Linked DNA regions of Gossypium hirsutum: region 2 is linked to region 1. The links are chromatin contacts, called in public Hi-C maps. All regions are on one chromosome and are shown on one strand. Each heading gives the region's core, a stretch centred on a gene start, on an enhancer-like site or on the middle of the called end of the contact. The rest is flanking DNA. Distances are from core to core; before and after follow the strand shown. Region 1 holds the start of LOC107913337 (protein NOI4). Region 2 has its middle 7.3 kb from the start of LOC107913336.

Region 1 (5,720 bases), core at 1,320-3,819:
CTAAACTAATTGTGGGTTTTTTTAATTTTAATTTTAAAAATCAAATTATTATTTATTTTATAATTTTAGTGGTATCAGACTCAACTGAATAATATAAAGGTTGATAAAATTATGTAACAGTCAGAGTCTAAATCAAAATATTTATAGCTTAAGCTTGAATCTCCTAGTCTCAACCGCCAATAACTCTCATAACATATCAAAGACAAGAAATAACTCCGCTTCTAATAATATAAAACCCATCAATTCAGTACATATATAGATACATTCTTTGTTCTTTCATTTCATCCCACCAAAATTTAATTTTACACCACAAAATATATATAAAAATAAGTAATATATATATATAGAAGGGTTTATTCAGCCCCATAGGTTCTATCTTGTTTAGGTTGGTGGGGTTTTGAACATACTTGTGGAAAAGCTCTTATACGGGCAGGATCACTTCAAGATTCCGCAGGCGGGGCGTGCATGCAGCAAAGCCATTTTTTCTGGGGAAACAAACCATCATGTCAGCATAAAAATCGAGAATAGTAACAGTCTGTAACAATCATAATGATGAAAATGGTGCCACATTCACACAAACTATCGTTGATTATGAGTCACTCCTACGTTAGAGATTACTTACAGGCTGGGTTTTGCTGGGATCCGCTCCAGGCTTAAGATGAGGATCACCTCCTGATGGTGATTCGGGTTTGCCACCTGTTTTCTTCTCGTCCCTCGCCTTGTTAAAGATCACAGTAAATCCCTCAGCTGATGCAGGATCATTGACATCCCATTCACCAAATTTTGGCAAAGGCCGACCCTTTTCCTATCAGGGAAAAAAGAAAAAGTTTAACGCTCAAATGAAGGTCCTTGTGATCACAGTAGGTAGATAGATATACAAAACATCAGAGTAGCAAACTACAGATGGATGTTTTTCACTTCCAGGTCATTATAGACTTGTAAATTTCTTGAAATCAAAACACAATGGTCGATCTATTTTGGTCCGAACAAGCAACCACTTCATTAGCTAAACTACAAATAGAAATAACATCACTGAGACAATCCGACCTCTAAATGCCAGAAAAGTTTCCTTGACACTAGCAGGCTCTAACATCAGTTTCAGCTTAAAAGAATACTTTATTTAACAACTGCAAAATCAATTGTCATGCTTAGCAATGCGGAAGGCGATCTTTCCGCAGTCAGGTACCATTTTGAATTTGAATTATTATATCTCATTTGTAGGGCCTAAACAGACCTTGGTCCATGTTTAAAATTAACCAAACACTGGTTATTGATCACTTACACAAACCGAAAATAAAACTGGGTCTAAGATTACAAGCATTCAATATTTCTTAAAAGTAGGATATGCCTAACAAAAACAATCATAAATGGTTCATGAAACAAACTGTTTTATACAACTATACAATGACTGACTGGTGACTATTATTATTCACAGGGAGATGCTTGGTGGGTACAACAGTGAAAATAAAAAGACAAACCGAGATAGCAACAATACAACCAATTACACAGGTAAAGCAGAATCTTTACAGTAAGCAATAATTGTACAAATCACAATAATCATTTAAGGAAATGAAAAAGTTACCATATAAAAGCATATAACATGAAATGCAGTGAAAAGCTTCGCTTATCTTAAAAACAAGATAAAAAAGGAATCGGCCAAAAAGTCGAACTCGAAGTGACATATGCTAACAATCAAAATTATATCAATTCATGGAAATCCCAGCATAAATTAGGTCACAACTTTGGGGAGAATCATTGCCATAGATCTCAGAAAGAACTCTCTAATTATGTGGTGGATAGAAAATTTCATTCACTTCAGAACATGAACAAACTTATAGGCTTATGACATCAATGATGAAGCTATTAGAGCATCAAAACATTCCCAAAAAAAGCTAATCAATATTCTAACTCAGCCATTTCCTAATGCATTCCATTTTCATTCAATATGAATCTAACTTCCATCCTCCAAAGTTCTAATGGAATAAAATTACATTTAAAAAGAAAACAAATTTCCCACCATAAATCATGCTATTACAGAAGGAACTCGCTCAAATGGTATACAATTCATCAGTTTAAATAAAAGGAAAAGCTCAAAACCAGTTTCCAGCAAAACTCGTCAAAGAAAAACAGAAACAAAAAAGCATATAAAACAGGGTAAATTTTTAATAATACACTAAAAACGTGCCTTTTAAAAAAACGCTATGATTAGCAACAACATCAAGCTTGATTCTTTTTTAAAGGGAAAATACAATAAAAACAAGAATCAAAAACCCAAAAACAAATGAATCAAAACAATCTCAAAAGCTCAAAACCATCACAAACAAGAAAATCAAACCAAACAACAAAACTAAACCTTTTTTTCAACAAATTTAAACGGATTTTTTAAAAACAAAAACAAAAAGTGATTACATACCGACATGAATTCTTGAAAGAGAAACCCCTTCTCGTAATGAGAGAGAGAGAGAGAGAGAGAGAGAATGATAGCTTATAAAGAGAAAGGAAAAAAAATGAAATTTTTTAGACGAGAAAATGTGAATTAGAAACGAGGAAGGACAGGAAAAAAATAATATATAACGGAATTGGGGTAAACCACGTTAGCTTTGACGGTTAACGGAAGGGTTAAATTGAGCCGTCAGTGGAACCGTGAATGATGACGTGGAAGGTGCACAAATAACGGGGAACGGTAAGATGAGCTGGCAAACGGCGCGGTGACAGATGTTGACAAATGATTTGCTGGCGCTGTTCACCAATTTAGAGTTTTGAGGATTAATTTAATTAATTTGTTTTTCTTTAAAAAAAGTAATTACTAATTTTGATATTTTTAAAATATAGTATAATGATTCAAAACCTTTCAAATTTTAAATTATCTAAAAATAATTTTTTTTGATTGATTATTTTTCATGAAATTATTTTATTCATGCGTGTTGAAATTTTATTTCAAAATCATTTAAGAGATACATGAATAAATAGATGGGACTTGTTTTATTTTTAGGGTTGGTTCAAATTCTATTTTATTTATTGCAATGAATATTAACATAATAAAAAATCCGTTTAAATTTATCAAAGTTTCTAATTTTTAAATCAAATAAATTTTTTATTCTTATTTATTATTTTTTTTATTTTAATTATATGGTTCTATTCATTGAATAAATTAATAAATTTATTTTTTAAAAACAAAATTCATTTGAAGAAAGTATTTGTTTTGATATTTAGTAGTAGAGGATTATTAATTTAATAACAATTTTTTTCAAGTTAAAAACTTTGGCACAAATTAGTGTACCAAATAAAAATAAAAAAAAAAATTGGATTTGATTATAAAACTAAAAAAACGTGAAGTTGGAAATGTAGAAATTGAGTTGGAAGCTAATAAAAGTATGAGTTGTTTTATTTATGAGAAATTAGATGCAAATGTCAATTCTAGTTGTTGATTAAATTATATAAAAGATGCTCATTATAGCCAATGAAAATAGTTTGATTTTTTATATATTCTTTAATTTTAGTAGAAGATACAATAAGATTCTCTCTTTATAATATATATATATATATATATTTTTGTCAAAGATATTCTTTCCTCTTTTTCTTTGAGGGGTTTTTCTTTTTCCCTTTTGAGAGAGGAAAAAAGGGGTAATAAAAGGCAGCATTATAGATTCAGCCATCCCATATAAACAAAAATTATTTTTGTGTTAATACGTATATATATATTTTTGGGTAATTTACAAGATAAAGTCTTTTTTTAATATTTATGGAAATGGGCCAATATTTTTATTATTTACCAGAAAGGGCTGAATTCCGTCCACGTCAGCGCGATTTCAGGTGACATGTCAGTAAAACTCGTCCTTGGGGGAGCGTTTTGCCCGTTTTACCCCCTCCCCCAACGGTCCTTTTTTTTGACCATTTGAACCCCCAACGGTAAAAAGAAAAACTATAACACCCCCGTTTCATCCTTTCAATATTCTTTCAAATTTCTCTCAAATTTCTCTGAAAGCTCTTTTTAATTTTTGTAAAAAAGCTCTATTTAAATTTTTTCTGAATAATTTTTTAAAATATAAAAATATTCGATCTTGTTAGCAATGGCAGGAGAATTAATTCGTCTTGATAATAAACACAACTCCGTCAAACAAATGAAAATGGTAAGTGTTAAATTTAATTTTTCAATATTATTTAAGATTTTTATTTATTTATGCAATTTTAATTCATTTTTATTTTATAATTTTTTATAAAAGTCTGTAGATCGGGTGTTGCAATGCTATATCCATAATATATCTGGTCCTCCATCACCATTGATAGAGAATTACCTGCGGGAAGCGGGTTTTTGGCACGTGGCCATGATAGGCCTAGGGTGCAAGTTGAACTCGAAACTCATTAGTGCATTGATAGAGAGGTGGAGACCCGAGACGTACACATTCCATCTTCCATGCAGAGAGTGTACTATCACTTTAGAAGACATGCATTTGCAATTGGGATTGCCGGTGGATGGGTACGCAGTCGCCGGGTCCACTCAATCTACTGATTGGGGAGCCATATGCTACGAGCTTTTGGGTACTATTCCGAATAATATTAACGGAGGTCGGATCGAGATGGGCTGGTTACGAGACACATTCTTAAAGCCGGATAATGATTCGACTGAACTAGAAAGAATACGATATGCTCAGGCATACATTCTTGAGATAATTGTAGGTTATCTGATGCCGGACTTGTCACGAAACCTCGTACATCTGAGATAGTTGCTGAAACTCATTGATTTTAGAGTAGCTGGTGAATTTAGTTGGGGATCTGCCGTGTTGGCAACATTGTACCAAGAGATGTGCAGGGCGACGCGACCGAATAAAGCCAAAATCGGAGGTTGCCTATCACTACCGCAATCATGGGCACGGTTTCGCTTTCAGTTTTTAAGTCCTCGAGTGGACCAATCATATACATTACCACTCATAACGAGGTAAATTTTATATTAGATTTTACAATTATTACGTAGATTTAAAATATAATCGTATGCTAAAAATTTATTTAATTAGGTGGAACCGTTCGGCAATTTATGTTGGATTACCTACCTCTCTTGAAGATATACGGCTTCTATTAGACCAACGGTCGGAAACACAAGTAAGTATTAAATAAAATAGATATACATAATAAAATAGTCGATTCGTATTTAGTATTTAGTATTTAGTATTCTGTATATAACTAATATTTTTTATCATGTTCATATAGTTTCAATGGACACCATACGAGGATTAGACAATTCGGGCAGTAATTCCGGATGAATACTTTCAAAATCCGAACATTTGGCATGTGAAGGTCCCATTGGTCAACTATGCCACCGTAGAGATGCATCAGTCGGATAGAGTATTACGGCAATTTGGATTCCGACAACCGATTCTTATGACACCTGAAGTGTTCGATGATGAAAACGAAGTTGACTTACAACAGTTGCATACGGATTGGCTGAGATATTGTTCAGCATATATTGAAATGTAGGAAAATCGGTATGATTACATACCTACTCGGGAATCAATCATCGTTCCAGAGTTAGCGTGCGTGCCGGAATACATACCATGGTTTAGGATCCATGACAAGCCATATTTACTGTCAAAAGATGAGAGGTAATGGCAAATTTATGTTGAAAGGGAACGACAGGGCCATTTAAATCCAAGAAGAAGGGATAACGATGCGGGCTCATCAACAGTACCCACACAATCACTAGACCCATCAACAGCGCTCATACA
Region 2 (5,967 bases), core at 1,809-4,308, 230 kb after region 1:
TCTGTTTAGGTCTTGGAAGGTTCAGGCTAGTTTTCGCCTCAAGTCAATATCAGGTGTGTACAGGAAATGCAAAAAACTAAGTTTCAGCAAAAGCCAAAAATGGCCACTATCGATGCCACACAGGCGTGTGTCGGTCGTGTGGATGGTCATGTGAAAAACACGACCGTGTGGTCGACCTAGGCATAGCGATGTATAAGACACGATCGTGTGGTGGCTCGAGTGTGGCCGTGTAGGCCATACGAGCATGTGGACTCGTTAATTTGAAATTTTTCCTAAGGTCGCATAAGTCGTTTCAATCGACTGTGGGCCTACTGTAAGGCCGGCAAGGGCTAACCAAACCCTAAAACTATGGATCTAATAGTTTGATATTTTTTTCTGAGTATTAAAATGCTATGCATGTTTGATTATTTCGTTATCTGTATATAAGCATGTTGAGCATGTTTAGTCTAAACTTCTCTATCTGTTTTGCAGTGTGATTTGTATATGAGAAGGAAGTATTCTGTTTGGCGTTAATCGCCTATACTCTGGTAGCTTGGCTGCATATATTCTGATATGTGTCTTAATGGCACCATGTGGTGTGTAGGGATGGGTGAGTGCTTTTAACCCCACATGGTGTGATGGGATGGTTGGAGTTGGTGTGTAGAGCATGAGGGTAGGATTTTGAACATCTGAATCTAAATCTGTTATCTGAGACTGTGATCTAAATCTAAATCTATATCTGACTGTGTACATGACTCTGTATGTTTGCATGCTTAATTCCATTGGGTTACACACTGAGTTAACGAAAACTCGCCTCTATTGTCTGTTCTATATAGGTAATCCACAGACTTAGGCGGATCGGTGTGGTGGAGACTTAGCGGTGATCACTTGATCGTAAACCATTTTAAGTATTTAATTTATGGTTTTATTTACGGTTTTGGTTTTATTCTGAAAGTTTGTAATTTCTGGGACTCTTTGGACTTTATGATTTTTAACTGTTGATTTTTGGCTTGATAATAATTTGCATGCCTTGCAAAATTATTTTATGAAATCAACGATTTTTACGCAAAAGAGGTTTTTCTAAAAATACGAACTGGATTTCTAAAATGTATCGGTTTGTTAGGCTTCTACTGTAAAAATAGGTTTTGGCAAATAAACTAATTAAATAACGTTTTCAAAAATAGACATAAAGTATATGAGTTAAATAAATGAAATGATCTTACGTAACTAAACACATTCTCTGTGACATTTCTAGATTAGACCAAAATGCCTAGGCCGGGTTTGGGGTGTTACAGGTGGAGTCCGCCACCCTGATAAAGAAAAGTCGCCTTGGACGAGCAGGCAATTGATTTATGTTTATTATATTTTAAATTTGCTACCCTCATATGATAGGGTTTAATTATGGTGCAGTGAAGGAACTCACTATGTTCAATCAAACTTACAAGTGGATGGCTTTTGTTCGCAGGATTTGCGAAGGTGATTGAGGACTCAGAGGAGGGACCAAGCCAGATGGAGCGGAGATCGGGGATCGTTGTTGATCAAGTCATGCACATAGGAATAGGATACTATTGGAGGCTTCACCTCAAAATCACTAGCAACGAAACCAAATAGCACAATTAGAATCTGGATTTTCAAGACAGATAGTCCTTAGCTAAATTTTAAGAATTTCTTTGTAAGCAAACATATTGATTAGCAACAGAAATTTGAAAACCAATATTATTCAGTGGCTAGGGCCTTGGTTGTAAGAATTATTATTATTTTATTATTAGGTTATTTACATAGTTTGTTTAATATCAGTTATGTTAGCATAGATTCATTAAGTATAGGTGAACCTAATCCATTGTAACGCTTCATAACCAGGTCCAGAAATCATGTCAAGTATGAGGTGTTACACTTATTATCACATACTCTTAGAAAAACTTTGAACCAAAAGTTATCTCCTCGGTTCTATGGATCTTATCCGATGGAGGCCAAAATTGGCAAGGCAGCTTATAGCCTGAAGTCTGCTGGAGCACAAATTCACCATATGTTCCACGTCTCATTATTCAAGAAACATATAGGTAAGTCTTCTAGTCAACTAGGCCTACCTCATATGGGACTTGATGGGACTCTACCAAAGAAACCAGTTTATGTTTTGGACCGAAGGATGGTTAAGAAGGGCTCACAAGCTGTGACTCAGGTGTTAGTCCAATGTACAAATACATTTACTAATAATTCAACTTAAGAGGACCTACCAGATCTGGGATAGCGTGTTTCAACCTTCAATCCTTGAGGACAAGGATCTTATTTTGGGCAAGAGGTAGTTGATATGGAACGATTTATGCAACAACTATTTTGGGTTTTAAGTCCTATTATTTTTTTTATTTTATTTCTATTATTTATTTTTGTCTAAAGGATATGTTTCACCAAGTGTAATAATGAAACACTGCGTAGAGGAGCTGGCCTAATGATCCACAAAATACGGGTTGTACACCTGTTTTGATTTTCTCTCCTTTCTTATACGCAGCATGCTTTGGATGCTAAAATTATGAAATTACATATGAATTGATTTATCCCATCTCTCAATTCTTTCTATTCATTCTCTAATTTTCTTCTCCTTCTTCTATTTTCTTTTTCGAAAAATATACCACATCACACTTCCTCGCTCCCTTTCTTAAGTCATATTCCATGAAAAGCTACTCAAGATCTTCGAATCTTGAAACCCATTTTCGAACCTTAACGCCTCTAATATATAAATCCATCTGTTGAATCTCCCTGGGTTCGAGGTAGGATATTCTCCGCATCGGAATTCCTTTCTTCACCCTCGAGATTGTCCTAAAACATCTTGGAAACCACCAAATATGTAGCGGAGTGCTCTTCTTCTTTTTTCTTGATTTTTTTTGTTGTTGCTTGATGGTAAATGATTGTTGGTTTTAGGGGTTATGTGAGTTTGAGAGATGGTGATGGGTAAAGCAATGGAGGGTAAGGGTGGAAGGTTGTGGGTGTCGCTGAGGTCAAGAGTGGGTTGAGGGGAGAGCAACGATGACCATGGGTTGGTGGCGAGAAAGTGAGTTTGAAAGTTGAAAGAGACAGTGGTCAAAGAACCGGTGGAGTTATGATGGTGGTGATAGTAGTGGTGAGGGTGAAAGCAAAAAGATGGTTGTGCTACCAGGGGGCTTGGTAGAGATGAGATTGTAAGTAATTATTGGCATTTGGGTTTTTTTGTAGTTTACCAAAAATAAAATAAAGTAAAAAAAAAATAAAGGGTTATAATTTGTTTAAATTATATGGCGATGAAATGGAAGCAACATCAGTATTTAACGAAACAATTTGTGCCATGTCTAATTTCTATTACACCTTGGTTAATGGCACAATGATAAACTGTTATAAATTGACAATGTTAATAACCAAATTATAACAATTAAAATATCAGTGACCAAAGAGTAAACTTAAACAAATATAAATAACTATTTTTGTAATTAACCTATTCTAAAAAAAACTTTCATGTAAAATAAGAAACAATCATAGACGGAGAAGTTCATAGTGCGACAAGTGGCAAGCCACATTAATAGACATATCATCATTTTAATATTACTGTTATAGAAAAATTAATAAAACAATAAATAAAAGTGGATGAAAATACGAGAGAATTTTTCATTGTCGTATTTTCACTTACAATGTGCTATTTATAAGCTCATTTACATTCAATTAATAAATGTATTACATTTAATGAACTAGGTTTTCTTAATTACTCCATTTAATGATCTCTTGATTATAAATGAAGTAAAAAGTTTTATCTCATTACTTTAATATGCTTAGGGGGTTATAGACATCCATTTAATTTACAACACTCCCCCTTGGATATCTTTTAAGTAAGAATGTGCCTAATTAAAAAATTTATTAGGAAAAACCCTGTGGGATAAAAACCTAATGAAGGAAAAAGAGTACACAATCTCATATTACAAGTTGCCTCGTTAAAAACCTTTACCAGGAAAACCCAGTGGGACAAAACCTTGGTTAAAGAAAAAGAGTACAATGTGTTTTAGACTCCCCCTAATGACGATGTCACATTATATCTTTTAGTAGATGTATTCCAATATTATTTCGTAGTCTTTCAAATGTTGAAGTTGGCAATGCCTTGGTAAAAAGATCTGTTAAATTATTACTAGAACAAATTTTTTGAACTTCTATGTCACCTTTCTTCTCAAGATCATGAGTGAAGAATAATTTTGGTAAAATATGTTTCGTTCTGTCACCTTTGATATAACCACCCTTTAATTGAGCTATACATGCTGCATTATCTTCGTATAAGATAGCTGGAATATTTTCCTGTAAAAGGCAAATTATATATCTTTTGGATATGTTGGGTTAATAACCTTAGCCAAACACACTCTCGGCTTGCATCATGCATTGCAATTATTTTAGTATGAGTTGAAGAGGCAGCAGCTAATGTTTGCTTTGTCGAACGCCATGAAATGGTAGTACCTCCACATGTAAATAAATATCCCATTTGAGATCGACCTTTATGTGGATTCGATAAATATCCAGCATCAGCATAACCAACTAATAGGGATTTTGAATCATTTGAATAAAATAACCCCATATCAATGATCCCTCTAAGATATCTAAATACATGTTTAATTCCATTCCAATGTCTACGTTTTGGAGAAGAACTAAATCTTGCTAACAAGTTTACAGCAAAAGCTATATCAGGTTTTGTGTTATTTGCAAGATACATCAATGCTCCTATGGTACTTAGATATGGTACTTCAGGACCAAGAAACTCTTCATCATTCTCACAAGGACAAAATTGATATTTATTCACATCTAACGATCGTACAACAATCGGGGTACTCAATGGATGTGCTTTATCCATATAAAATTTATTTAAGATCTTTTTCGTATAAGTTGACTGATGGACAAGAATTCCATCTTTTAAATGCTCGATCTGTAGGCCAAGATAAAATTTTGTTTTTCCGAGATCTTTCATCTCAAATTCTTTCTTTAAATAATTTACTACATTTTGAAGCTCTTCAGGAGTTCCAATAATATTTAGATCATCAACATAAATAACAATTATCACAAAGTTTGATTCAGACTTTTTTATAAAAACAAATGGGTAAATTGGATCATTTTTATAATCTTCTTTTAACAAATATTCACTAAGACGATTGTATCACATATGTTCAGATTGTTTTAATCTATATAAACTTTTCTTTAATCTGATTGAGAAATTTTCCTGGGAAACTCTATATCCTTCAGGAATTTTAAATCCTTCTAGGATTTTCATATAAATTTCACTATCAAGTGTACCATACAAATAGGCTGTAACAACATCCATTAGACACATGTCAAGTTTTTCACATACTGCCAGACTAATAAGGTATCTAAACGTGATTGCATCCACCACAGGAGAATATGTCTCTTCATAATCAATGTTGGATCTTTGCAAAAATCCTTGTGCTTCAAGCCGTGATTTATATGTTACGTCTTTATTTTTCTCATTTGGTTTTCGTACAAATATCTATTTATATCCTACCGGCTTTACATATTTAGGGGTTTGGACTATAGGTCCAAAAACCTTACGTTTAGAAAGTGAATTTAATTCTGCTTGAATTGCGTCTTTCCATTTTGGCCAGTCTTTTCTATTTCTACATTCCTCAATAGATTTAGGCTCAGGATCCTCATTTTCTTTTGCTATTTCAATAGCAACATTATAAGCAAAATTGTTGTTGGCAACTATATTTTTTTGGTTCTATCTTTTTCCTGAAGTAATATAACTTATTGAGATTTCTTCATTATCACCATTTTCAGGTACCTGAACCTCTTCTGGGGTTTTTTGATTAGTTATATCTTTGGCCTCTTCTGGGGTACTTGCCTCCACAATATTACCATCTTGAATAATTGCTCCTTTCCTTTTACGAGGATTTTTATCTTTAGAACCGATTGGCCTTCCACGCTCAGGCGTGGATTACTTTCTTTTGCACTAACAATTTGCCTTATTGGGAT

The links. Hi-C and Micro-C count contacts between places; a contact is called where the count stands out from the background.
Region 2: a Hi-C map of leaf shows a contact between it and region 1, with 3 times the contacts expected there. The contact joins the enhancer-like site here to the promoter of LOC107913337 in region 1. A contact is called at or near these places in 2 of 34 Hi-C or Micro-C datasets (leaf and seedling).

Annotation. Positions count from the first base shown.
Region 1 is chrA13:92,162,597-92,168,316 of Gossypium_hirsutum_v2.1, forward strand. It overlaps LOC107913337 (protein NOI4), which reads right to left and starts at 2,570. Exons shown (of 3, transcript XM_016841891.2): 1 at 2,414-2,570; 2 at 623-805; 3 at 202-485. The coding sequence starts at 2,419. The coding sequence ends at 441.
Region 2 is chrA13:92,392,828-92,398,794 of Gossypium_hirsutum_v2.1, forward strand. No RefSeq gene overlaps it. Among protein-coding and RNA genes, the nearest start is that of LOC107913336, 7.3 kb to the right of the region's middle. Within about 2 kb of position 3,059, at least 7 of the 9 cell types and tissues checked have an H3K27ac peak or open chromatin away from gene starts, as enhancers often do. A contact at or near this core is called in leaf, where this site is marked.